Linked DNA regions of Mus musculus: all the other regions are linked to region 1. Evidence: chromatin contacts called from public Hi-C, HiChIP or PLAC-seq and promoter capture Hi-C data. All regions are on one chromosome and are shown on one strand. The core of a region is the stretch at or near the end of the contact, and the rest is flanking DNA. Distances in the headings are between cores, read along the strand shown.

Region 1 (6,668 bases), core at 2,272-4,771:
GTTCCTTTTAGTGGAAGACTCTCCTATTTTGCTCTTCAGCAAGACACAGGATTGTGCAGGTTGCATAAACCCGTTTATGTAAGTGACACCCCCTGCCAGTGTTTGGACAGTGCACAGACTTCTAAGGATGCCGGCTTCCATCCTCCATGACCCTTGAAGGCTTTCTTGGAATAATTCAACTCCTGAAGACCAACTGTGCCTCTGAGTCCTACATCAACTTTTCTTTTCTTTCTTTCTTTCTTTTTTTTTTTTTGGTTTTAGAGCTTTATTGTAGAAAGGCAGAGAACAAGAGGGAAGGTAGAAAGAGAGAGGCCATGGTCACGTAGAGAGATGGGGGGAAGGGAAAGAAAGAGGGCTAGAGAGTAAGAAAGCTGAGAGCTTATGAGCTTAACTTTTCTTTATGAGAAAAAGTTACAGTGTTTGGAACAATGGACGCTCAGGAAAGACACTTTAGAAACTGTGATGAGATGGATCAAGATTGTGAGCTGAGGCTGGGAAGTAAATAGCAAGTCACTTACTTGCCTGGCGGGCTAGGGTTCCCATCAACCTCAGGTCTACAAGGGGGTGGAGGGAATTCTTACTCAAATCTCAAAAGGATGTAGACTCGTGTCAGTGGCCACAGGCTGGCAGGAACTGAGCGACTATGAAACGCCAGCTGCCATGTCTCTGTTACAGGAGGCCAGCGAGGGGCTTCTTGTGCAACGTGTGACATCCTTAATATTCCGCCATGCCATGGTTTATCTGGGATTACAGATACGGGCTTTCTTATACCTACTCATAGAAAGAAGCTTAAAACCGGGCCATTAAGCCAAGAAAAACATGCATATGCCTGAAATATCCGGGTATCTAGGAAACAGGTTGACTTGAATAATTATATACATACTTAGGATACATATACACAAACGGAGCCTTACTCTATCTTCTTCACTTCCTCTGCAGCCTCTGTTTTATCTGTCTCCTCCCTTCTGGGCTTCTTCAGTTTCTCTTTCTATCTAAATTAGCGTTCACCCTAATGCTCTACTCTAACCCTCTTTCTCCCCAATCCCCCTCCCTCCTTCAGAAAGGCTGTCACTCTCTTGGCTCCCCTTAATCAACTCCCTCACAGTCTAAACCTATCAGTCAGGGCTGCTGTAGCCTTGGCTAATGAGCTCCGTCCATCACTAACCTTCAAAGTCTACAGTTACTGACGAGTCCTTTCAAAGCCGGTCACTCGAGGCTCATTTTTCTATGATGCTTTCAAAAAAAAAATATTATCAAGGCCACTTTATTTATAAAGGAAAGTTAATTCATCGTATCAAGGAAGTACCAAGGAATCGATCCCTCTCTGTGAAGTGGAGACCCGACCCAACACACAAAACAGGACGTTCCTAAGTTTCTTCTTTTCAAAGCACAGGTCTTGGATTTCATGCCAAGATGGGATGCTGGCAATGGGCTCTGTGCTTCCAGTCCACGGTAGTTACTGTTAGGATTCATACAGAGAGGAAGGGATGCACTGCTGCTGGGTCTGCACTTACCACAGTCCCTAGCACACACAGGCCCATCGGGAAAGGATTACAGGACACGGTCTTGACTTGAAAGTGAAGGGGGAAAAAAATTAGGGCAGAAAATGAATGGGTGAAGGCTCCTAGAAGAGTTATCAAACAAAGGGTGAAAGAGAATATACAGTTTGGGTTTTATGCCCAAAATGGCTGTCTGCTCGGAAAGTCCAACTTTAGTCTGCTTATTCCTCCCACCAAATATGCAAAATAAACTCACTTGTTCTAAAAACAGGAGAGTGCTATCACCATTAAGAGATAAGCATGAGCTCAGGAAAGATTAAAGTGTTTTCTTTTCATCCTAGTAAAGTGGGGGGAGGCGGGAAGACACTTCAATGACCGAATCCTGTTTCTGGGTTTGGGGAAGTTTCGCTTTTTCTTCTCTCCCAAGGTAATAGCTGTTTTTGTTTTCTTCTCCACACTGAAGACCCTCTGAATGAAACTCCAAATCCTTAATGCCACACAGAGGAGAGGAATTTGCTAGGTCCACACTTGCTCGGAAAGGAGAGAGGAAAAAGGGCACAGGCACCCATTATTCAGAGTCTATCACTAAATTAGCCTCCTTTATAATACGGATTCCATCCCAGCACACATTACGCCGGGAGCAGGGTGTGCAGAATGTGTGGGCACTGAAGCAGACCACATTTCACCGAAATGAGACTTCATCTTTTCAAACACCACCAGTACTGGCACATATTTCAAAGAGCTCTTAGCTCAAACTGAATCATCGTGCAAATTATTGCGTGTTAGCAATAAAAGTTTGGAAAATCTAATTAGCAGGTTGCTATTTGGTCAGAACTAAAACACAAAGCCTGGAGGTTTTACTCTAAAAGGTGAGACCCAAGCACAACCACAGGCTGCGCCTGTGAAAAGGGGGCGGGGTTGGGGACCCATAGATTCCTCACACCCCTCGGCTGGAGCGCCAGGGACCTCCTGGGGCAGGAAAAAAGCCTAGCTGAGCTGCCAGGCAGACAGGACGGAGACCGGACGGACGGACGGCACGGATAGACGGGACTGGACGGACTGGACGGGCAAAAAAAGCAGTGCGTCCTACCCGGAGGGTTCCCTCCCAGGGCTGGCGGAGTACCTGCTCCGGTCATCCAGACTGCGGTTGTCAGCAACCGCCGCACGCCAGTCGGGCAGCGTGCTGGCGCACAGCACCACCATGGACACGATCACGAACACCACGGACACGCTGGCCAGGATCTGCGCGGCCAGCGACGACGTGGGCTCCTCGAAGGTCCGCCGCATGCGCTCCAGCCAGCGCCGGGAGGGGGCCGCCTCGGGTCCGGCGGGACGAGGCTGCTCGCGGCCCAGCTCGTCTGCCGCGTGAAAGGTGTGGGTGTCGGACATGCGGTCGTCTAGGCGGCGCTGGCAGCAGTACTCCAGGTGCGCACCCTCCAGGCCCCAGTAGATCATCTCGTTGTAGAAGGAGAGCTCGCACATCCGCGGCGCGAAGCGCAGCTTCCCGTGGCCGCGCACGTACAGCAGGATGAAGCCGAAGGCCTCCGAGTGTCGGTCGAAGAAGTACTCGTTGCGCTCCCGGTCGTAGTCGTCGCACACTTCGAGCACGTCGCGCTCCGAGCGGCAGCCGTGCAGCCGGCTCACGCGGCGCAGCGGGAAGTCCTTGAGCAGCTCCCGGGACAGCGAGTACCGGGCGCCGCCCACGTTCAGCACCACCGAGGCCGCCCCGCCGCGCCCGAAGGTCATGGCTGGCCGCCCCGGGGGCCTGCCCGCCGCGCGCACGGGGAGGCCGCGCCGTCGGGGCCCGAGCTCCCCCGGGGCTCGCGCCCCGCACCGCCCGCGTCCCCCGCGGTGTCAGTGCCGCCGCCCCTCGCTCCCGGGTTCGCCCTCCCGAATCCGGGTGGCTGGCCGCAGCTCCAGGTGGCGCCGGTCTCCCAGAGGGCGAACGTTAGCCGAGGCACCGTGGGCAGGTCTGCCCGGTCCCCGGCGCACGCAGCCCCGCCGCCGTCCAGAGGCGAAAGGCAAAGTGAGCCGGCTCCGGCGGCGAGGAGCGGGCTCCGGGAGGCGGGGGCGGGGCCTCCCTCGCCGTCCTCCTCCTCGCCCGCCGGCTCCGCGCGCTCCGCTCCCTCCGCGCGCACCTCCTTGCCCGCCCGCGCCCGCACCTCCCGGCTCGCTCCGGCTGGGATTCCCCGGCGCCCCGCCCCGGACCTCGGGCTCCCCGCCTCGTGACGCCGTGCGCCCCCGCCCGCAGTGGCCGGGAGGGGTGCGCAGGGCGTGATGCGAGCTGCGGGGAGCCCCGGGGCCATCCGGATGATGGACACACCTCCCCCAGGCTCCTTTAAAGAGTCCCCCGAAGGGAGGAGACAGGAGGGAAGGAGGGGTGCTGAGGTGAGGACCAAGGTGCGAGGTTTGAAGTAGGGAGCAGACGGCGTCTGGATGAGCCTTTGCCAGAGACTGTTGGAAACCCTGGTCGGCTTCTAAGGCCGCCCCAAAGGATTTCTCAAAGCAGGCAACCCAGTCGCGGCTTTGCCTGCAGACTTTGCGCTTCCTCTCCGCGCGTGGGGCACCCCACGTGCCGTGCGCTCCGAAGGCGGCCGCGCACCAAGCTCTCCCCACCCCCTGCTCCCTGAGGGATGCCATGGGCCAACGGACTCGCCCTAGTCCCCCATCTTTCCCAGCCTTGGGGTCCTAAGAAGGCGCCTACACCGCTCTCACGATGCCTCCGGTGGAGTCGGGTAGCAGTCTGGAGAGAATTTTCTTTCACTGGCAAGACCAGAATGTCTTATTGCCTCGATCTTGCATTCTCCTTTTCATGCTATCTCGATGTCCACTCCTTCCCTCCCCGTAGCACCCCCGTGCGACTGCGGCACCGGCCTTCAAATGCAGAGGCAGGGTTAAGGCTTGGTGGAGTGGGGTTCGACTTGGCAGGCATTATTTTAAACAGCAGTTTACACATCCGACACCGGCAACCCAGCCCGTCAAAGGCAAGAAACAGGTGAGTTATATATAAGGGAGACGGCGTTAGATGCAAAACAAACCCTGGAAATAAAAATGAATAGGGAGGGTGGAGGGGTGAGATGGGCTCCTGTGACCATGGAGTACCTGGGGAAGGGTTTTGCTTTCCCCCTCCACTTTCCTAATTTTGTAGGACTGCCCCGTGCCCGCTAGAGGTCACCATAAGGAGTCATTTGCTCTGCTTCTCGGATAGATGTTAGTGAAAACAGCCGCCTGCAAATTTGAGTTCTCTTTCTGACAAAGTCACCCTGGGTGGTTCTTAGAGAATGAAAATCTCCATAAGCTGTTTATCCCTAGACTTGGATCATTTTTTTTTAAGCACTTAATGTGATTAAAAGCTCAAAAACAAGAGTTATTTATCTGCTAAGTAGCTACTAAGCAAGGAAAACATCCTGAAGGAAGTGAATTCAATACGGAATGGAAGGAGGTGCTGGCAGAAGGAGCCAGGGACTCCGGGGGAGCAAATGCCAGATGTGAAAGATTAGCGACTGTAAAGAAAGCTAATGCATTTGTCTGGCTGGAACAACGGGAGTTCTAAGACCTGTGTCCATGCCGGGCTATCTGCAATGGGATCCCTGAAGCTTTAATAACAGAAGTGGCTAGATGAAAGCCTTAGTTTAGGAAGACGCTCTGCCCCGTGGGTTATTCTAAGGAAAAGGCTCTTTCAGCAAGCCAGGAATAGAAGCCCTAACCTCGTGTCAGTAAAAATGAAAGCCAGTTATGAGAAACCCAGCCCAGTATCTAGCAGGTCTTAGTAATGGATAGGACACAGTGACCAGAGGAATAAATAAATAAATAAATAAATAAATAAATAAAAGCAGGTGAGAACCAGCTACCAGCCTGGCTTCACACCAGCAAGAGCCAATTCACCAGCAAGTTGTTAAAAATATTCTAAAAGCAACAAGCAACAGAACAGCCATTGTGTTGGTGATTTGAACATTACTATATTTATTTCCTGTGTTCTCTATGCAAAAAAAAAAAAAAAAACCCTTTGCAGTCTGCTGTTGGAAGCATTTAGAGAAATATCTCTTTTTAAATTAAATTTGAACTTAGAAAACAGATTATTTGGTGACAATGCAGCGTAGGCTTCATAAGTTATATTTTCATATTTATCGGCTAGATAGGTTTAAATCATTTTCTTTGTTTCTAACGTAACACTCTTAGTTGATTGTGATATCATCAACCCAACAGCAACACCCGAATCATTTTCTTAAAGTATACAGAGACATGCAGAAATGATAGCTTTGTCTCGGTATAACCTGGCTTAGAGAACATTCTTACAAACAATCCTATGCCACTGTGTTCTGAGAGGACGCCTACAGGGGAATTATTACACCCGGGTTCTCTTCTGGGTTCAGGACAGTATCTGGAGGTGTCTTATCTAAATCCTTAGTACGAATTAACATTTAAAAAGCATCAGGAAGGATTTGAGCTTGAGAGAAGGTAGGTTTGTTTGTTTGTTTGTTTGTTTGCTTTTTGTTTTTCATTCTCTATGTGTCAACCCATTTCAGAGAGGTGGAACAAAGGCTTGTGGCAGATGTGGCTGGAACTTGCTAGAGACACTCTAACCACAGCAGCACGGCAGAAAGAAGGCTCAAGCCAGTCCTGGCTCTAGCCACTCCCATCTCTAGCATCTAGATTATCATCGCAACCTTCTCCCCATCATTCTTTCATGCCCTTGTGATCCGGAACAATTCCCCAAAGCATTCTCTCCTTTTCACCAAGGCATCCTTCAAACTCTAAATGGAAACCTGGGGCCAACCTGGGCTACATAAAACTATTCTCCAAAATCCTGGCTGGGGAATATAGCTTAGTTGATAAAGTGTTGGCATGCACGAAAGCCCAAATCAAATAAACTGGGCTTAGTGGTCCATTCTTGTAATCCCAGCATACAGGAGTTCAGATTGTCCAAGATGGCTTCTGGGCTCATCCTTCAGGGAAAGCAGGCTGCAAAATGCCAAGTGATATCTAACAAATCCCTTAACCTCAAATCTCAATCTTTCGTGCATAAGATGGCGATGAGGATACTTCTCTTAAGAGGGTGCTGTGGGTGTTAAGTGAGACAGATGGCGTCGGGGCAATAGACAGCGCATCCCATCTCATGTATGTTTCCGTCAGTGCAAATATGCCTTGTCATTGTAAATACAATTCACA
Region 2 (6,668 bases), core at 1,322-3,821, 120 kb after region 1:
GGAAGATGCAGTGTCCTGGCTGAGGAGCACTCCCTGCCTTAAGTGCTGATGTACTTTAGTCTGCATCTTGGTGCGGAGTTCTCTGTCCTCACACAGTCTTCATGCCGTGAGGCTGTCTAGGCTGTCCTGATGATAACACGATGTCTCTGTCATCCGACCTGGAGAGGACAGTCTTCCTTTACACTGTTTGGAACTCCCTGTTCCTCTAATGAAAGGGGACAGGGGTCTGGCAGAGGGTTTTCCTTCTCTGAGTCCTCTTTGTTTCTTTTCCTCTTTGTTACCAAGTCTGTGTTCTTCACAGGCCACGGACACACTGGATTTCCCCTAACACTACTTGATGTTGTCTCTTATTTACAGAACCCACTGACACTGAATTTAAACTTCAACCTTCTTTTCTTGGCTTTTTAATTCCTCTTAACACTTAGAGGAGAGTGATGGAGTGTCTTCCTGGCGCTGCTGTTTGGTTTTGCTTTTGTTGATACTGGGCTCACATCACCCAGGCTAGCCTTGAACGCCCTAGGTAACCAAGGATGACTTTGAATTTGCAGTGCTCCTGCTTCTACTGCCCAAGTGATGGGTCTAGGCAGGCGCTACCCCTCTCCCATTTACCAAGCGCTAGAGATCAGACCCAGGGCTTCACGCCTAGAAGGCTCTTTTTCACCTTGGCTGTACCCTCTGCTTCCCAAATTGCCTTCTCTTAATTTTTATTAGTTAAAATTATCCTGTTTAAGTATTACAATAGAAAATAAGTATTTGAATAGAAATGTATAGAAGTATCTAAACTGTCTCTCTTCTTTGTCCCGTTCTACTTATAATCTAAAAACCTACAAAGTCACACTCTTGAATAAGCACTCTGAAATGTTAGGGATTATTAGCCTGCAACTTGTAGCTCTTAACAGTGGCTCTCAGTGAAGGATGGCCTCCCATAGAACATTAAATGGGCCCGGGAAGCTTTGCTTGTCACAATTGGATACTGATGTTATCTATGTTGCAGTTGCTGCTACCCATAATTCAGGCCCTGCAACAAAGACACGCCTATTCCCATGGCAGCCAGTGGTGCCAAGCCCAAGACACCTGATGGAGAATTAGCAGCTTTGTGTGTGTGTGTGTGTATATGTGTGTGTGTGAGTGTGTGATGTATAATATCTACATGTACTAGTGCAGTTTACCTGCTTAAGATCCTTCCTTTAGCTTTTTGTTTTTAAAAGAAATCACACACACACACAGTGAGCCTGGAACTCACTCGGGTGACTTTAAGCTTGTGATCCACTCTTAAGAGTCGCAAATGCTAGGATTACAAGTGTGGGCCATTATTCCTGCTACAAACAAATTTTAGGAAACTTAAAAAAAAAAAAAAGAAAAAGAAAAAGAAAAGAAACAGAACAAAACAAAACAGAAGGAAAAAAGGGGTCCTTCTCAACCCAGATCTTAGAAAACTTTCATTTAAAAATTTTAAATTGATTTATTATTGTTTTTTGTTTGTTTTGTTTTTGAGACAGATGTCACTCCAGGGAGCAAGCAGCTTCCTTTGCCTTCCTGAGTGCTGGGAACGAAGGTGTGCGGGGCCACGCCTGTTTTCGTGAATCTCCACACCTAAATTGGGCAGATCTACCGCTACACTCCCATCTTCCACATCTATGAGACCCCTTTGAACTTGCTGTTTCTCCAGACCATGTGCTTCTGCTCCTCTTTTCTTCTTCCTCCTCCTCCTCTGCGTCCTCTCCCTCTTCCATTTTCTCCTTCTCTCTCTCCACCTTCTGCTCCACCTTCCCTTTTATCTGCCCAACCATCAGCTCTCCTTTATTTTATAAATTTAGGTGGGAAGCAGGTTTACAGGAAAACACCTGAGTGCTGACTCAGTTCCCATTCACAACCACTCTCGGGAGAACGGAATTAACATCAAATTTAACTAGTCCCAGGGCTATCCACAGCACTCGGCCACCTAGAAAATTTGCTTTTGATCAGTGCTTTAGCATTTTAGTTGTGGTGTTGTATTTTGTTTTGTTTTGTTTGCTTTTAATTGGTGTTTTTCTTTGACTAGTACTTCACCCTAGCGATCTGAGAGAGAGGCCTTGTCTGGTGCGTGTTCTTGTAGTGTTTGGCTTTGCATGTTTGCATGGTTATTGTGGCTTAGAGTAAACTGTTCTTAAACCAATGGACAATAACTTTGAAAGTATTTGTCATCCGTCCTTCTACCTTTTATAATTGAAGTTTCTCAGCCTGACATGGTGGCACACACCTTTAATCTCAGCACTTGAGAAGCAGGTCTGCATCTGTGAATTCAAGGCAAGCCAGGGCTACATAGTACCTGCCTCTTACTTCTGAAGTCACCCTCAGGGCTCCACCCTAGGCCTCAATTCCAGGATGTGGGAACCTTACTTTGCCCCTTGCTCTGCAGGAGTCATTTAAAGCTGAATCAGCCTTTACAATAGTCCCAGGAGTGGTCAGTTGGTTACATCCTGAATGCACATTATTTCCAGGTTCCCATAAAGAGGTCTGACTGTTATTGTATGTGCTCTTTGTATAGGGATGACCGAAGACCCCTTTTGCGCGATTTCACCTCAATGCTTTTTTCATAGCCTGAGAGTCTCACTGTTAGCCTGAGGCTTTCACTGGGTTTCTTTCTTTTGTAGTGTATAATTAGGAAGCGCCTGTAAGGTGTCTTTTGTAATGATTTTCTGTCTAGTAACGTTGCCAGGACTGGCTGGCCTCTAAATGCCTGTCACCAGGCTTTATTGTACGGGTCACTGGAGACCAGGACTGTAAAGTTGATCTGAAGAGTCTCAGTATGTCCCTGGCTGTCATCGAGACTTTCATCTACACTCAGGATCTGAGTGTCCCTAGCTAGTATGTAACCACTGAGACTGTAACACCTGTCGTGTGTTCCTTTCTTTACCAGGGGGAAGTGCAGCGTGGCCCTGCTGAATGAGACAGAATCCGTGTTGTCATACCTTGACAAGGAGGTAATTTGCAGCCGTCTCCGCTTTTGTTTTCTCTCCGTTACTTCACACGAAGCCCACACTTTGGATGTCCTTTTGGGCCAGCGTGTTATTGTGCCTTCCTTGCAAGGCGACACCAACCAGAGTGCATTTCGGCAGTAGCATTGTCCAGGCTAAAGGCAGAGTCATCAAAAGCAGTGGCCTTTGCCACTTGCCAGTGAGAGGCTCAGGACAGAGATGTGGGTGTTTATCTCTGAGCCTCGTTCCTTCTCACTCTGGCCCTAGGTTTTGAGTAAATGGCTCACGCTCTAGGGGCTCTGCAGAATTCCTAAGAGTTTAGTGGCCTGGTCACTCTGCTTATTAACTCTTGGGCACTGGAGGCTTTTTTGGTTATGTTGTCTTTAAAAATTATTATTACTATATGTTTGTGTGTCTGCCCACATGCACATACATGGAATGGCTACAGGGCAGACATGGATGCTATTGTGTGCATAAGGAGGTCACAGGACACCTTGGTAGACTCACTTCTGTACAGCTACCTTTTTTTTTTATTTTAAGATTTATTTATTTATTTTATGTTTGAGTACACTGTAGCTGTGTTCAGACATACCAGGTCCCATTACAGATGGTTGTGAGTTACCATGTGGGTGCTAGGAATTGAACCCAAGACCCCTGGAAGAGCAGTCAGTGCTCTTAACTGCCGAGCCATCTCACCGGCCCCCATCTACCTTTTTATGTGGGTTGCGGGTCATTAGTCTTGGACTGCAAGCAACCTTTCCCCTCTGAGTAGTCTCACTGGCCTCACTGAGCGTTTACAGAACCAGTGGAGTCTTCAGTGTGAGGGCTGGTTGGTGGTAAACGCTGTAGTTAGTTGCAGCTGTGTCTATCCTTATAGTCACGCCTACACATTACAGCTGGGACGAGAATGACAGAATTATAATAACTTGTTGACGGAATTTGCATAGTGATATTAACAGACCTCATGGATGGGGCAGAGGGATGGCTCAGTGGTCATGAGCACTTGATCTTGTAAAGGACCTGGGCTCTGTTCTCAGCACCCACTTGGCAACTTACAGCCACCTGTAAGTCCAGTTCCAGAGGATCCCGTGCCTTTTCCTGTGGGTTCAGGATTGTGTGTAATACACAGACACACATGCAGGCAAAGACGGATACACATAAAGTAAAAATAAAAACCACACACATGTAAGCTTTACTCTTGTATATTTAGTCAATATATGTGGCTTTTGGTTTGCTCGCTTGCTTGCTTTTGAGACAGTCTCACTATGTATGTATGTTTGTATGAATGCATGCATGAGCTCACAGAGATCCTCCTGCCTCTGTCTTCTGAGTGCTGGGACTAAAGATGTAACCATCACACCCCAGCTTCATTTTGTTTTTGAAACAGAGTTTTGCTGTGTTGCTCAGACTGGCCTCAAAAGATCCTCCTGCCTCAGCCTTCCTTATAGCTTGGCAAAACTCTGTACTAGAGTAATTAATGGCTTTCTTTCATATTAAAACAAATTATAAAATTTTGTATTCTTCTTAAAGATTAACGTATTCACTAAAATGGACTCTTATATACTCAGAAGTTAAAGTTACATAATTCACTTTACAGAAGTAGACCGAGCTCATCTCACTTGGGTGGCTTTTGTCTTTGTTTTCCAGGATACCTTCTTCTACTCACTGGTATACGACCCTTCAGTGAAAACATTATTGGCTGACAAAGGTGAAATCAGAGTGGGCCCAAAGTACCAAGCTGACATTCCAGACATGCTACCAGAAGGTGAGTGTGCTCTGGGTTCAAGTCCTGGGAAACTGGTGTTCTACAACTGGAGGGTTTTTGGAACCTTCATGGAAGACAAACTATAAACGGACAGTTTAAAAGTCTGAGCCTTCCAATTTTAGAAGCATAGACAGCGTGAGAGAATAATCTACTCACCGTGACTCCTTCATGACTGCACGTTAGTCTGTGGGTTGTGTGTACACGCATATGTGTGTGAGTGGGTGTGTATATCTCTGTGTGTGGTGTGTTCATGTGTGTGTGTAGTGTGTGCATGCATGTGTGAGTGTGGGGGTGTGGTTCACACAGGTTTGTGTGTGAGTGTGGGGTGGGGTAGACCAGTGGTCAGCGTCCTGTAGGGTGTCTGTCACCTTGTGAGACAGGGTCTTCAGCTGGACTGGAGCTTGTTTCTTTTACTAGACTGTCTGGCCAGCGGGTGCCAGGGATCACCCCGTCCTCCTGCTCAGGGCTGCATTACAGTCATGCACTTCTGTGTCCAGCTTCTTCCTTCTGTGGGCATGAGAAGGAGACCCTTGTGTCTGGGCAGCAAGCTGTCACCCACTGTGGCAAGCTGTCACCACTGAGCATCTCGCAGGCTCTGCTGCTGCTTTTAAGTTTTAGATTGTTAGCACTGTGCCAGGCGTGACGGCACGGGCCTTTTTAGGTACCGAGGCAGGCAGATCTCTGTTAGCTTGAGGGTAGCTTGGTCTACCTAGTGAGTTCCAGGCCAGCCTAGCCAAGTCTACATAGACCCTGCCTCGAAAAACAACAGCCGCAATCACAACAAAATTTAAACTCCTTGTTAGCGTTGTTGCACTTTGAATTAATGTGTGATCCATATTCCTTCATATTCTCCCTCTCCTCCTCTGCATCCAATCCCCCCCCCCAGCTCCCCCCCCCCAGCTCCCCACCCCGAGGATCAGGGCCTGATGTAGACTTGGCAAGCACTCTGTCAGCTGAGCTATGTTCCCAGCCTTCTGTCTGGAGATCATAAGTACCTTCAGGCCACAAGCTCAGGGGCAATGGAGTCTAGTGAGCACAGGCCACAAGCTCAGGGGCAGTGGAGTCCAGTGAGCACAGGCCACAAGCTCAGGGGCAGTGGAGTCTAGTGAGCACAGGCCACAAGCTCAGGGGCAGTGGAGTCCAGTGAGCAATCCCATCTTGGTCAGGATTTGGCCGATCTGTATAGTTCATATAACTGAGACATTCACAGTTTAAAAATTTTAAAGACCTTTGATTAGACTTATCGTATACGTCTATGTGGATCATGTGAGTATATGTATGTCACAGTATGTGGGTACCTGGGATATCCAGAGAAAGCATAGGGTCCCCTGGGACTGCAGTTAGAGATGACTTTGTTGGCTTTCTGATAGAGACCCTGGGAACTAACTTGGGTTCTCTGAAAGAGCAGGGAGTGTTCTTAGCCATTGAGCCATCTCTACCCCACAGTTTCATAATTAAGCAGATCTTCCTAGAGAGGGGTGCTTGTCTTTGTCTTTATTTTTTTGGCTTATTTTTAAAATTATTACTGGTTAGCTTTATTTCTGTGTGTTTATCATTTACAAAACTATACCACATTTGTAGATCTTAGAGAAAAATGCCATTTAGAAGTTTTTTATTCCTTGAGCCAGCCTGGTCCACAGAGCGAGGTCCGGGTCAGACAGAGCATACAGAGAAACCCTGTCTCAAAAAAACAAAAACAATAACAACAACAACAGGCCTGGCCTTTGCTGGGTGGTGGTGGTGCATGCTTTTAATCCTGTCACTCAGGCAGGCGGATCTCTGAGTTCCAGGACAGCCAGGGCTACACAGAAACCCTGTGCAAAAAAACAAAACCAAACAGAACAAAACCAAACATTTATTACATTTTGTGTGTGTGTGTGTGTGTGTGTGTCTGTGTGTCTGTGTGTGTGTGTGTGTGTGTTTGTGTGTGTGTATCTGTGTGTGTG
Region 3 (6,668 bases), core at 1,815-4,314, 86 kb before region 1:
TGTTGCTTACTGCTTCAGTAATTAACTAAGCTGTTAGAGCACATAGGGAATGCTTATTTGCTTTTAGAAGTTTTGGGCTTGTGTGTTGGAGGTAAGGGCTCACTATGTAGCTCAGGCTGATCTCAAATTCATGATCCTTCTGCCTCAGCTGGGATTACAGATGTGCACTGCTCATGCATTCAGATGTGTGCTTTAAACCCAATCATGGTTCAGAGTAAATTATGAGTTACCAGTGATTCCAGAGGTGAGGGCTACGGCCTACCTCTGAACATCTGGGGCACAAGGAAACAACAGAGGTTTGCTCTGTACAGAAAGAGTGTTGATGGACCTCACCTCCTACCCAGACACTGATCTCAAAGGAGACTCAGAGAATTATCCCATCAGTACAGTGAAACCAAAAGAATAAAAAGTTCCTATGCATTGTTCCTAACTAGTAAGACAATTCACATTCACCACACACAAACAGGAAAGCAAGGACATTTAGAATAGCCTCTGTCTTTAACAGTGTGGATGGCTATAGCAAAATACCATGCCCCAGATGGCATACACAACAGAAACCTGAATTCTCACAGATCTGGAGACTGGGGGTCCAAGGTCAGGTGCAGCCTGGTTTTTCTTTTATAATATAGCCAGTCCTATGGGCCCTTATGGGTCCATTTAATCTGAATTACCTCTTAATAATGCTTATCATCAAATACAGTCACACTGGGAATTCAACATGAAAAACTTATTTTTTATTAATTAGTTGTTTGTTTACTTATTTATTGTTTGGTTGATTTTTTGAGGCAGGGTTTCTCTGTGTAGCCCTGGCTGTCCTGGAACTCACTCTCGAGACCAGGCTGGCCTCAAACTCAGAGAGATCCTCCTGCCTCTGCCTCCTGAATGTTGGGATCACAGGTATGTGCGGCCACTCCCAGCTGAAAAAAAAATTTTTTTTAAAGATTTATTTATTTATTATATGTAAGTACACTGTAGCTGTCTTCAGACACACCAGAAGAGGGCATCAGATCTTGTTACGGATGGTTGTGAGCCACCATGTGGTTGCTGAGATCTGAACTCCGGACCTTTGGAAGAGCAGTCGGGTGCTCTTACCCACTGAGCCATCTCACCAGCCCAAAATTTTTTTTTTTTAAAGATAGGGTTTTATGTGGCTCAAGCTGGCTTTTACATTCACTATGAGGGGACATAATCGAATCCACACATCCCAACAGTCTCACATCTGGAGAAGTCCACTCTTTATACCTTTGAACATCTTTATCTCTGTCCTAAGCACATTTGTTTAAAACAGGGCTGTACTGTTTACGCTGTAACCTGCCCTTTCTATTCATTTATACTTGAGGACAGCATTCTCAGTTATTAGATATCTTCCTAGTCTTGGTAAGTTCTCAGAGTCCTTGCTGTGGCAACACCAACTCTCCTGTGGCGTGTGATTCTGGCTGCACATCATTTCTCCCCATTGCTGAGGGAGCTATGATCAACCCCCTGCACTCTGCATAAGACAGATTCTTCCAAACAAACTTAGAGCTGGAGGGACACTTCTAGCGTTCCTGGTGTGTACACCGGGTCTTTTATTCCTATTCCCTCCTCGATAGCAACATCTGAAGCAGCACTGTTTTCTTTCTCCAAATGTTTATTTGGGGACAAACAGAAAGTTATAGCGATAAGTAAGAGATTCCACATGCCGTTCACCTGATGTCTTAGCACCGACCAGAGACCCAACATGCCTGGTCAAAGTCTAACACCCGTACACTGAATTGTATTTGGTTTTTTTAAAATTAGATATTTTCTTTATTTACATTTAAAATATTATCCCCTTTCCTAGTTTCCCCTCTGAAAATCCCCTATCCCCTCCCCCATCCCCCTGCTCCCCAACCCACCTACTCTTGCTTCCTGGCCCTGGCATTCCCCTATAATGGGGCATAAAACCTTCACAGGACCAAGGGCCTCTCTTCCCACTGATGACCGACGAGACCATCTCAGCTACGTATGCAGCTAGAGCCATGCTCTTCCTTTCTTTCTTTCTCTCTTTCTTTCTTTCGTTTTTTGTTTTTTTTCAAGACAAGGGTTTCTCTGTGTAGCCCTGGCTGTCCTGGAACTCACACTGTAGACCAGGCTGGCCTCAAACTCAGAAATCCGCCTGCCTCTGCCTCCCAAGTGCTGGGATTAAAGGCGTGTGCCACTACCACACGGCTGAACTGTATTTCTTACTATTGCTTTTTGAATCTTATTTGTTATCCACTATTGAAAAGCTCGTGATGTTTCAGGGGTGTCTGCTGCCTCTCATGGTAACCATTGACATTGCTCACTGTGTAGATGTCTAACTCCAGCCTATATTTCTTTCAGCAGCACAACACACTAGTCTATACGGCCAACAGGGTGATCTACAGAAATCAGCTTGCATTCTCCTCCCTTAATTCTGTAGAAAGCCAAGGAGAAGGCTCGAGATATGAAAAAGGACACTGTGGGTCCCAACAGAGGCTCTCATGTAAATGTCATGCAGGAAACATTTATAAACAACAGGGCCACAATTGGATTTTGCTCTATATTTGGAAAATTCGGCCCCCTCATTACAAAGCGAGCCGATGTTATCTTATTTAGCTCATTCTTCGGCTCATCTCCTGTAATCATTAAATTACACAGCCATATTTCCAAAGCTCTAAGGAGGAAAAAGTAGATTAGGAATAAAATCTCTTAAGCGCCTTTCGCAGAGCTCCGGATTCAGCCGCGAACGCGGCCGCGGAGCCCCGGGAATGATCTATTCTGAGCCGTCGTCGGGGTGAGTGATTTGTTTCATTTTCCCCGGCTCCCCAATGTTCTTTCTCAGATGTGGAACAAGGATGGAGCCTTTAATATTCTGTTCCTGGATGTGTCCCTGATCGCTCTGTGACCCTGTCCCTCGGGGTGGAAGTGAACGAAGGAATGAGAAATCGTGAAATACACGGATGATCAGAGAGAAGAAATAAAAGTCAGGGGAAAAGGACTGTGGGCTGTTTATCACGCGCCTCTGCAGAGGCTGTTTTGATGTGCTCCGGCCTTGCTCGAAGCTGTCAGGTCGGAAGTCTTTGTTCTTTCCCCAGGAAGGCTCATTTCTCTTAGGTGACTCAAAAACTTAACAAATACTTGGAGAGTTCTCTCAGCATTCCTCAGCCCTGCATTTGGAGGCTGGGTTGTCCTCCCCACTCAAAGCTGTCTCCAGTCTTCACTGTTCCCTTGCATCTCATTAACTCTCATTTTCTATGAGTCCAACTTGGACTCTTCATCAGGGTTTCCCCGGGGTGTCCCTCGGGCAATCTAGTTTTGGTTGAGAACTCCCCAGGGCTGTCTCAGCCTCAAGCTGTTTCCTTCGTTCTGGGTGCAAATACAGGTTCTCCATGGAGATGTTTGAAAAGGACGCTTCCGTTGAGCTCGGCTGGGCCCGGTCCTCCTCCGGCTGCTCTGCCAGGATGTGAATTTGCATTCCAAATGCAGGGCCCATCTGCCTCATTACTACTGTGACTTTATTAAGAGCATCCTTAGAGATCGGCGGCTTTTTCCAGGCAAGCCATGCCCTCTCCTACAAACCCCACAGACCAGCCAGCACTTTAGAACCAAGAGACAAGCCCAAGAGAGCTGCCTTCGCATTCAGGGCAAAACTGAATCACCTGAGAGCACCCATAACTCACAGCTCATTAGTGTGACCTCAAACTCTCGACTCCAGCGAGTCTAGCTTGCAACAGTACCCTTAAAATTGGCTTATTTACAGTCAGCTAGGGGACCAAGGAATGAAACTTACGTGATAAGGTAGCAATTGGTACAGGATCGCTCCCTATGCGCCCCCCTGAGAAAGCTGTTCTTCCGGGCCTCCTCATTAATCAAGAGCCCTATGCCTAGCACACACACTCTCTCTTTTTTCAATATTTCTTATCTCTTTGATTAATTCAATGAGCAAAGATGAGTTTATGGTACGAAAGTGCTCTTATTTGTATCTTAAAAATTTGGTCCCAACTCTCCCTACCACGCCCGAAGTAGAATTTACAGGGCTCTCTATTCCTAACAAGTACAGCCGCCTCAAATTTCCTAATGAGTCTTTCTATCCGCTCGGCTCAAAGGAAGCCAGGATGTACAGAGGACCACACCTAAGGGGGCGATGCTGAACACTGGGGATGCTTGACAGATGCAAACCAGAGGCTCTGTATACCATGCCTCTACAGTATGGTGCAGGGAGGGAACCTCGTCTCCAGACAGGCAGCTGGCACAGCCCAACTGAGCTCAACGTTGCTATGTTGGAGATGACCCTGAACTTTTGCTCCTCCTGTACTCTGTGGGTTGCTGGGGACTGAACCCAGGGCTTCATGCATCCTAAGCAACCGAGCTACACAACCGCAGCCCCTCTTACCTGCTCTTAATCTACACTTCAGCCCTCAGGCCCCACCCCTCCAGGTCACCTGGCCTTTTCTAATCTTTCGCCTCTCCCCGAGCCTTTATTGATGTCTGTGCTGGCGACACCCAGAACTCCAGAGTCTTCCTCCTTCATTCCTTGGGCATGCTTGCTGGGCTGGCACTCTGATTCTATAATCCAAGATGTGGAGGTGGCAGGCAGGGAAGGTGTCAGTCGGAATGGGCTTGGCTGGTGACTTTTCTGTGACTTGAGCTCCAAAGGCTGGGTGTGTTTCAAGGCCAGATGATGACTGCTACGGACAGGTCACCACTAGACAAGCTAGTTAACCTCTCTAAGCCTCCTCCCTCGTTCCTCATCTGCAAAACAGAGGTAAGAAACAGTGCTTACCTCTCACGGCTGGTGGTGGGAGGATTAGACGAGTTAATACACAAGCTGAGAGCTTCCGAGGCACTTGCCAAATAAGTGATTACTATTTTAAAAAACCAGAAAGCAAAGCGAATTTCCTGTATCTGTTCCATTAAAGAAAAATGCCAGTACAAGCAGACTGGACCTGTGGTATTGGTAGCTGCATAATATTATTAAGCCTGGATGTCATTTTTTTTTCTTCAAGAACACCTCAAAATGACACTGACCCAGCGATGGAGCAGTGAGTAAAGGTGCTGCCACCAAGCCTGACAACCTGGGGACCCCACGGTGAAAGAAGTCTTTTATCTCCACAGGTGTGTCATGGCACAAGTCCCCCACCCCCAACAAACAAACAAACAAACAAATAAATAAATAAATAAGAAGAAGAATACTTCCCAAGGCATAATACCTCCTACAACTCCAGCCATTTCATCCAAATTTCGGTCTTAACAGCAGATGGGCTTTAAAGAGGTATGGCAACCGAGGAAATCCCTTTAATTGGCCTTCCTGGAACTCTGACATGACATTCATGCTCACATTTATCGCGCAGGACTCGGTCACACCGATGCTAAAATCCTATCGGCAAGAACAGAGTTGTGTGGCCACAATTTCCTGCAGAGGAAATGGATTTTTCTCCCCAAAACACTTATGTTCAACTCAAAGAGGAAGGAAACACAGAGGCGGGAAGGCAGCAGCCCCTGTTCTAATGCCAGGCCAACAGCCAGCCTAAGACAGATGGAGGACAGAGCTGTTCTCCCAAGCGCTTCAACCAGCGCCCCCAGCAGGAAGTTCCTACAGCACTAAGCTCTGCGTCTGCCCTTGGTTACAGCACGGAGTGTGCCTCCCACTGTCCCTGGGTTCTTATCACATCTATCTTTACATCTTCCCTTCCTCTCTGGTCTCAGACTACTTGCTTTCTCTATAATTCTAAATTCTCCCAGCATCCTGCTGAGCAACCGAACTTCAGGGTTAATCCAAAGGGCCCGGGGGTATTGTTGCCTCTGAAGCAAACCTTTCTCACTGAAACACTCTCCTGGCCATTCAAAGCATTTTTCTAAATCCACTAGTGGATAGAGCTGGTGGATTAGCCGCCACGAATTTAGTCTCTCCCTCTACACTTGGCTAAGCACCAGGAAAGAGATTTGCAGAGAAAACTAGCCCACCAGGACCAAGAACACAGAGACAACAAGCAGCAACAGCCAGAAGGTGGAAAACAGATGGTAAAGAGACAGCCATCCAGGCAGTTCTGAGAACACGCTGGGAGAACGCAAACAGCTCTGTTCCCAGGCATCAAAGGCCCAGAACCCACAACGGCAGGTACAACCTTATGAGCAGTGGAGGTAATAATCAAGAAGCTACTTGAACATTTAATCCCAGCTCTCAGGAGGCAGAGGCAGACAGATCTATGAGTTCAAGGCCAGCCTGGTCTACAGAATGAGTTACAGGTCAGCCAGGACTACACAGAGAAACCCTGTCTTGAAAAACAAAACAAAACAGAAAGCTGCCTGACCTCCAGGACCCTGCCCCTCTCTTGTCCTAGCCAAAGATCAGAGGCTTGTTCACCTGCAGAGAACAGGGGACTTCTGGTCCAAAAGCCAGAAGGCACTGAGGGATGCTCAGGTATTGGAAGTGGAAACCCCAAGCCTTCCCCCGCTCTGATCTCTAGATGGGCAGGAAGCAGGAGGCATCTTCTTGGGAAAAATGACCTACTGACATCAAGGGAACTCCAAGGATGGAATCCAGGCAGAAAGGGGAGGAGCCAGTGGTCAGCGGGACTCATGTCAGGCAGGCCAACATCCTGAGTGAAGAGGGATTGGGGTGCAAGTCACAGAGAAACGAGGAAATGACGTCATGAGAAAACAGGCAGCCCAAGATGTAGGACATG
Region 4 (6,668 bases), core at 1,178-3,677, 68 kb before region 1:
TGTTTTCCCATACACACATACTAGAATCAGTAGCTCTTGTTCTAACCAAGAACTGATCTTTAAAAGCTTTGTGTGTGTGTGTGTGTGTGTGTGTGTGTGTGTGTGTTGTATTCGTGAGAGTAGAGGCATGCATATGCCATGGTGCACCTGTGAGGGTCAGAGAACATGTTTTAGGAATGAGTTCTCTCCTTCACTGTGGGTTTCAGGGACTGAATTCAGGTCTTCAGGCTTTCATGGGGACTATATTACATATTGAGCCATCTTGCTAGTCCATGAGCTGACATTTTTATTGATTATGCATTCTATTAATAAATTAACTTAGGAGCCCAGCAAGGTAGTTCGTGCCTGTAATTTCAGGATTAGAATAGTGAGGCAGGAAGATTTGGGTTACATGAGTTCAAGGCCAGCCTGGCTTCAGATGTCACACTACAGGAAAAAGAATTAATTTAGAAATTAATTCTTTTAATTAAATCTTCCCAAGAGGCTGATTCCTTTAATCCAAGAATATGGAATCTTTTCCCATATAGGTCTGGGTCCCCTGTCATGTTCTTTGATAGTATTTTAAAGTTCTTTTCATAAGACTCACACATTTCACTTTAGGCTATGTCTTAGTCACTGTTTTATCACTGTGAAGAGACACCAGGACCATGGCAGTTCTAATAAAAGAGCATATTTAACTGGGGGCTTACTTAGAGTTTCAGAGGTTTAGTCCATTATCATCATGGTGGCAGGCAGGCAGATGTGGTGCTGGAAGAGTAGATAAGAGCTAGGTCCTTGTCTGAAGGCAGAGAGAGGGAAAGCCTAGGACCGGCACAGGCTTTTAAACTCCAAAGTCCACTGTGAGTGACACACTTCCTCCAACAAGGAAGGCCATACCCACTCCGGAAAGACCACTTTTCATAATCCTTCTAATCCTTTCAAATTGGGCCACTCCCTGGTGTCTAAGCATTCAAACATAGGAGCCTACGGGGGTTGTTCTTATTCACTCTACCACAGGCTGGTTCTCAGCCATTTGTACCCAAACTCACTCACTGGTGCTCGGCCTTCATCTCCCCCTGCTACACTGGTCTCCTTTGAATCACAAGGGCTGAAAAGCCAACTCTAAATTTCCAAGAGTATATGACAACTTGTGTTCTATGTATGACTTATCTGGGACTAAGAAGTCTTATACAGTAGTATACAGGAGTGGGAAGGTGGCCAGAGACCATCATCCTCCTGGGTGGTACCCAGGAGGCAGGGCTGGGCTGACATCAAATTGTTTCAGCCTCAGCAGCAACAGCTTTCTGGCACCTGAATTATAGCAGTGACGATCTGAACTGAAGCACTCAATCTCACAATGCTTGCAGCTTAGAGCTTTCAGTTTTTATCTAATAAAGGTTCATACAATATATATTATCTGCCAGAAACTGTTAGATGCAATTTTTTTTTTTTAAAAATTATGTTTAGGAACCCTCAGTGTTTCTTGACTTGGCAATAATTTTGAAAGCAGCCCCTGTATTCCTTTGTGATGTAAGCACTTGGTTGGAGTGGCTTTGGTTCTCTACGAGGAACCCTGTCTGGTTCAAGTTGTTTTGTCTTGAGTGTTGTACTTCTGCCATATCTTCTGTCTGTGAAAACAAAGATATACTAGTTCTCCAGAGGATGTTAAAATCTCCCATGATAATATTTTTGTCAGATTCTAATAGGCTTGCTTTATATATCAGAACGGTTTCTTATTGAATGTAAAAACAACAACAACAAAAAACCAAAACAACAACAACAACAAAAGCCCCCACTATTCTTCCTCATTTCACCCCTATTCCTAATACTGCATTGCCAGAGGACAGATTTGTCCTCGAGAGTTTAGTTTATTGTGGTTAATGAGGTGTCTTATTCTCGGCACAGGACATAATTTCACTCTTATTTTTCTTTCCTTTTTGGTATTTTCAAGACAGGGTCTTACTACGTGGCCCTGGCTGTCCTGGAACTCGCTCTGTAGACCAGGTTGGCCTTGAACTCAAAGATCTGCCTGCCTCTGCCTCCCAAGTGCTGGGATTGAATGCACGTGCCACCACTGCCCAACCCATAATTCCATTATTTACAGCTAAATAAAACTCTGCTGTGTATACACATATGGTCTCTTCTGGTCTGTTGATGAGCATCTACACTGGTTCCGTACCTTGGCTGTTGACCAGTGCTGATCCTACGGATGCTGCGTTTCCGTGGGTGCCCACTAGGGGTCTGGGTTTCTGTATCTGCAACAGGGAATTGGACAGAGACACGTGAACAGAAGAAAATAAGGTTGAAGAATATATTAAGAAAGAAGATAGCTCCCAGGGAGGAAGCACCCCAAACAGAGAAATGTTCGGAAGCTTGGCACTAGCACTCGGCAAAGGACAGGGTTACTTATGTCCCATACGGAAGCCTCTGAGGTCACGTGCCTAGCACTGCCTTTCTCCTGCAGGCCATGTGGCAGGTCACCCGCAGACACTCTGGAGTGCCTCTGCAGCTGTGCCAGTGGCTCCAGCCAGATGCAAGAGAAGGCAGTTCCAGCTTCCCTCTTTACTAGGTTTTTCTCATATGCTAATTTTGTAGCCCTTGGGTCTCATTTTAGGTCTCATTTTCCACCATGTTCCGATCTCTGAGCCTGACACTGGTCCCTGGAACCGTTTTGGAGAGCTGGGGGATGCTGCTCCATTATCCTATAACTGTTTCCTGTAATCAGGGAGCATGGATCTTTCCATGAAGAGTCTACCGACCGCCTGGGAAGGGGAGGAGGGGCTGGATTCCCTGGATAGGAAGTGGCTGCAATCTCTCAACTCGAAGGAGTCGGTCTGACCTGCTGCCATTCTGGAAAGCACAGGAAAGCATCTCTCTGACCATCAGGCAGGCTCCCCCTGGGGCCGTCAGTCCTACAGTACACAGCCAACCTCACTATTTTATCTGTTGAGCTCAGACGTGAGACTCTTCAGGCTGCAAGACAAGCAAACACTCTAATTGTTGTATATTAAGAATGTGCCAAACCGATCCCCAGGATTCTGAGGGCGGGACAGATTAAAAGGAAAAACTGTGTGGCTGTGATTGCCGAGCACTTGTGAAGCCATCTGTGCCAAAGGGAAAGCCATGCAGCAGGTTACAGCAACCCCACGGGCTTAGAGATAGAGAGGACTTACTTCTGCATCTAAGAAGTTCTGGCATCCTTTTGATTGTCTGAAGAGAATTTTGAAGGTGCAGGTGGAATGACCTTGTCTTCCAGATGCTCTTGAGGCTGAGGAAACTCAAAAGGGACAGGTTTTTTTAGAGTATGGCTTCTTGTGTGTGGTGCCTCTGGTGTCAGGCAGCATCAGACCTGGTTCCTTCCGGTATATGTAGCTTTTTTTTTTTTTTTAAACAAAACAAAACAAAACAAAAAAAAAAAAACAATGGGTCTACAGGGTTCAGATTCTAATAGAGTTTCACCATACCTGGCGCCAGGCACACAATTCTCATTCATGGTATGACCTGGAGTTTCTTTCTTTCTTTCTTTCTTTCTTTCTTTCTTTCTTTCTTTCTTTCTTTCTTTCTTTCTTTCTAATCTTACATTTAAACATTCCTGCCCTGGGATGTTTCTTTTTTTTTTTTTTTTAAGATTTATTTATTTATTATATGTAAGTACACTGTAGCTGTCTTCAGACACACCAGAAGAGGGCGTCAGATCTCATTACGGATGGTTGTGAGCCACCATGTGGTTGCTGGGATTTGAACTCAGGACCTTTGGAAGAGCAGTCAGTGCTCTTACCCACTGAGCCATCTCGCCAGCCCTGGGATGTTTCTTATAAACAGTAACTAGCCAGATTTTTAACAACAACAACAACAAGTCCAGTAGGTGTCTCTACTATTTCTTAGTGCTGTGGACCAAGCCCAGGCCCTCCTCATATGCTGGGGAAGCAGTTTGCTATAACCATGAACCTCTGCTTAGGTCCTGATGAGCTATTCTAATGGGGAATACTATGTCCCTCCCCCTTGCTACCAGAATATTCAAGGGGGAGGGGGCTGATACAATGGATCCTAAGAATCACTACTGCTCCAGGCATCTATGCTGGGGGAAAGACAGGGACTAATTAGCCCTGGTTCCAGGGACAGCCAGAGGATGAATGAGCTTCACAAGAACAGATGGGACACAGCCCTGACAGCTTGTCCCCATTACAGTAACGCATGCCCAGCTCCTGGCTTCTGTCACCTTTTCTGTAAAACCATCACAATGTTGCAGGCGAGTCAGAGAGAAAGCAGGAGCCGTCCTCTACAGGCTGGCAAACTAAATAAACGTGTTTTGTTTTACCAAAAGTTGTTTCCGAATAGCTTTTAAAATCCAGAGAAACTAAGGCAGTAGGTTTATGGTCAGTCGACCTGGGAGAGTTCATCTCTATGGACTAACTGATCATCGATGTGTGTGTGTGTGTGTGTTGCATGGGAGGCATGCATGCCACAGTGTGCAGGTGAGATCAGAGGACAACCTAGCAGAGTTGGTTCTCTTCACCTTGATGTGGGTTTTGGAGTCGGAACGCATGTCTTCGGGCTCGCACCGTAAGTTCCTGCACACTGAGGTACCTTGGTGAAGAAACAAATCAGTGCGTTCTCAGTATTGCACAGCACAACTCACTCCCAAGGCGTTCTCATCAAGCCAATGTCTACTCCCTGTACAGTCATTCTGTCCTCCTCCATGTAAGCAGAAGCCTGCAGCCTTTGTCTTTTTTACACATAGCTTAACTGACTGAGCATAATGTTTTGAAGCTTATCTACCTTGTCGCACATATTGGAATTACGTTCTATTTTAAAGCTGAGTAACACTCCATTTTCTGTGTGTGCATTGCTCATCCCGTCTCTTGGGTCGCTTTGGCGTTTCAACCTCTGTTTTGTGGTCTCTTTCTTCTTCTTTTTTTAACCTACAAGTGTTCACATGCATGCTATTATTAACAAAGGTCTGAGATCTCGGGCTCTGAGAGCTCTGTTGGTAGACCGTCCGGCAAGCTGGAAGCTCTGGTCTGGTTCCCAACACTGCATAAGCCAGGTGTTGCGGCTCCCAGCACCTGGGAGAGGGAAGCAGGAGACTCACAATTCAAGGTCATCCTTGGCTACCCAACAAACTCAAGGTCATCCTGAGTGACACTAGACCTTGTCATAAAGAAAAGAATAATTAAAAAAGAGCCAAAACTATTACCCAACAAAATAGTAGCAGTGGGTGCCTGCTGGGGTAGGTTTGAAATAAAATGTTTACTCTAAATTTTATAGATTCCTTTATGATTTAAATCAACGCAACAATTTTATTCAGTTTTAAAATCTAATGAAGAGAGTTTTAATAAATGCTTCCCTTTCATCTGGAGAGGCACAATCATGAATCACCGCGAATGTGTGGGGTTTTAAAATTATAGTTAAAACACATATTATACACTTCACCATCTCAGCCGTTTGTAAGTACACATGCAAATGTGCGTTTTAAAATCATTAGGCAAAGCTCGGGGCGGCTCCATTGGTAATCAGCCAGCCGCAGAATCTCTATCAATGAAGAGCAGTTCTTTAAAAATTCAAACCACCTCCCAGGAAACTGCATGTGATTAAACGAGACTCATGCATGCTCTCCCTGTCCTATGGATCACACAGTATGGCTGATTTCTAATAACAGAAATAACTCCTCTCAAAGCAGAGCCGAGGCGCATCACAGACTCCCACTCCGTGAGTGTAAACAGGTTTGAGGATACAATCAATCAACTGCACCCCTTTCAGTGCAATGCCCCTCTGCGTGACTGCTCTTGGTTTTGGCAGTTCCTACTGTGTGTCGTTGTTCCTGATAGGCCCCTGGAATTTCTCCTCGTGTGCTGCTATTTCCCAGGAGGTCAGATAGGAATTCAAGAGGGTTTCTTAATATCCTTGCAAAAGGCCAGACCTACGGTGACGGACGCTTGAATGTAAGATTTGCTTCATTGGGGATGGAATGTTTGGCCTTTGCCCTCAGTAATCGATATGTGAACTTTCACCCCTCTGATTAAAAAGTGGGAGCACCCATTGATTTTATGTTCAACAGAACAAAGCTGGCAAACAGCAGAGAGGAAGTGAACGATGCTTTGTGTACATGGATTAAATCCCAGAACTGCTTCTTAAAGCCGGCACCCCTCAGCAGGCCAGGGATTCCAGAGCTAGCCTGAGCTATGTAAATGAGGACCCAGTGTTAGAAGCCCTAGGCTAGATGAAGACCCTTGGGAAGGCTGATTTACCACCTCAAGCTATTTGCAAATAGAGGGTTAATAGGTGGGAATGTAGTCCAGTGGCTACGGAGCTGTCTGACACGCACAGGGCTCTGGGTTTATTTACAGCGCCACACAAACCAAAAAAAAAAAGTGTGTGTGGGGGGGGTGGGGGTGGGGCCTCTCACCCTTGCATGTAATCAGAGGAAAACCTTGAGTGCCTTTCCTCCGGAAGATTTTGCACTTTTTTGTTTGAGGCAGAGTGCCTTCATTGCCTGGAATAGAGTAGGCTATTTGGTCAGAGAACTCCAGGGATTCTTGTATCTCCATGTTCCATCTCATCACGGCTGAGATTACAAGCATCTAACTTTTTATGTGAGTTGTGGGGGTCAAACCCTGGTCCTCAAGTTTGCAAAGCAAGTGTTTTACTAAGTGACCCATTTCTCTTGGTGTGATGGTTTGAATGAAACC

The links. Promoter capture Hi-C pulls out the DNA fragments that hold promoters and counts their contacts. A called contact is a pair of places that touch in the nucleus more often than the background predicts. HiChIP or PLAC-seq counts read pairs in DNA pulled down with a chosen protein or histone mark.
Region 2: a contact with region 1 is called in an H3K27ac HiChIP or PLAC-seq map of embryonic stem cells, with 2.8 times the contacts expected there. The contact joins the enhancer-like site here to the promoter of Kcng3 in region 1. A contact is called at or near these places in 10 of 39 promoter capture datasets (the 3T3-L1 cell line, 3T3-L1-derived adipocytes, the C10 cell line and 6 more), 2 of 15 datasets of contacts at CTCF or cohesin (both in the NIH/3T3 cell line), 15 of 484 Hi-C or Micro-C datasets (the F1.1 cell line, the G1E-ER4 cell line, Sertoli cells and 6 more), 15 of 115 datasets of contacts at active chromatin or transcription factors (the HPC-7 cell line, bone marrow-derived macrophages, embryonic forebrain and 5 more) and 3 of 9 other capture datasets (adipose tissue, liver and pancreatic islet).
Region 3: a contact with region 1 is called in a Hi-C map of cerebral cortex, with 2.2 times the contacts expected there. The contact joins the enhancer-like site here to the promoter of Kcng3 in region 1. A contact is called at or near these places in 3 of 39 promoter capture datasets (the C10 cell line, the HPC-7 cell line and trophoblast stem cells), 3 of 484 Hi-C or Micro-C datasets (cerebral cortex, nephron progenitors and uterus), 2 of 115 datasets of contacts at active chromatin or transcription factors (neural progenitor cells and stem cell-derived neural progenitor cells) and 2 of 9 other capture datasets (adipose tissue and pancreatic islet).
Region 4: a contact with region 1 is called in a promoter capture Hi-C map of embryonic stem cells, with 6 times the contacts expected there. The contact joins the enhancer-like site here to the promoter of Kcng3 in region 1. A contact is called at or near these places in 8 of 39 promoter capture datasets (the C10 cell line, the HPC-7 cell line, embryonic stem cells and 3 more), 7 of 484 Hi-C or Micro-C datasets (CD4 T cells, the G1E-ER4 cell line, the HPC-7 cell line and 4 more), 3 of 115 datasets of contacts at active chromatin or transcription factors (T-cell acute lymphoblastic leukemia, embryonic fibroblasts and embryonic stem cells) and 2 of 9 other capture datasets (adipose tissue and liver).

The regions. Positions count from the first base shown.
Region 1 is chr17:83,628,374-83,635,041 of GRCm38.p6, forward strand. Kcng3 (potassium voltage-gated channel, subfamily G, member 3) reads right to left here and starts at 3,522. Exons shown (of 2, transcript NM_153512.1): 1 at 2,590-3,522. The coding sequence starts at 3,245.
Region 2 is chr17:83,750,955-83,757,622 of GRCm38.p6, forward strand. Mta3 (metastasis associated 3) reads left to right here. Exons shown (of 17, transcript NM_001379391.1): 5 at 2,900-2,963; 6 at 4,605-4,722. Among named protein-coding and RNA genes, the nearest start is that of Gm46597, 24 kb to the right of the region's middle. Within about 2 kb of position 2,572, at least 8 of the 459 cell types and tissues checked have an H3K27ac peak or open chromatin away from gene starts, as enhancers often do. A contact at or near this core is called in embryonic stem cells and induced pluripotent stem cells, where this site is marked.
Region 3 is chr17:83,543,152-83,549,819 of GRCm38.p6, forward strand. It overlaps Gm41635 (a long non-coding RNA gene), which reads right to left. Exons shown (of 2, transcript XR_877027.2): 1 at 5,193-6,668; 2 at 2,529-4,734. Among named protein-coding and RNA genes, the nearest start is that of Gm41635, 4.1 kb to the right of the region's middle. Within about 2 kb of position 3,065, at least 67 of the 459 cell types and tissues checked have an H3K27ac peak or open chromatin away from gene starts, as enhancers often do. A contact at or near this core is called in adipose tissue, cerebral cortex, neural progenitor cells and 3 more, where this site is marked.
Region 4 is chr17:83,561,599-83,568,266 of GRCm38.p6, forward strand. Gm34801 (a long non-coding RNA gene) reads right to left here and starts at 6,303. Exons shown (of 8, transcript XR_877032.2): 1 at 5,715-6,303; 2 at 4,496-4,557; 3 at 3,153-3,247; 4 at 2,159-2,952. Within about 2 kb of position 2,428, at least 22 of the 459 cell types and tissues checked have an H3K27ac peak or open chromatin away from gene starts, as enhancers often do. A contact at or near this core is called in the N1E-115 cell line, embryonic stem cells and liver, where this site is marked.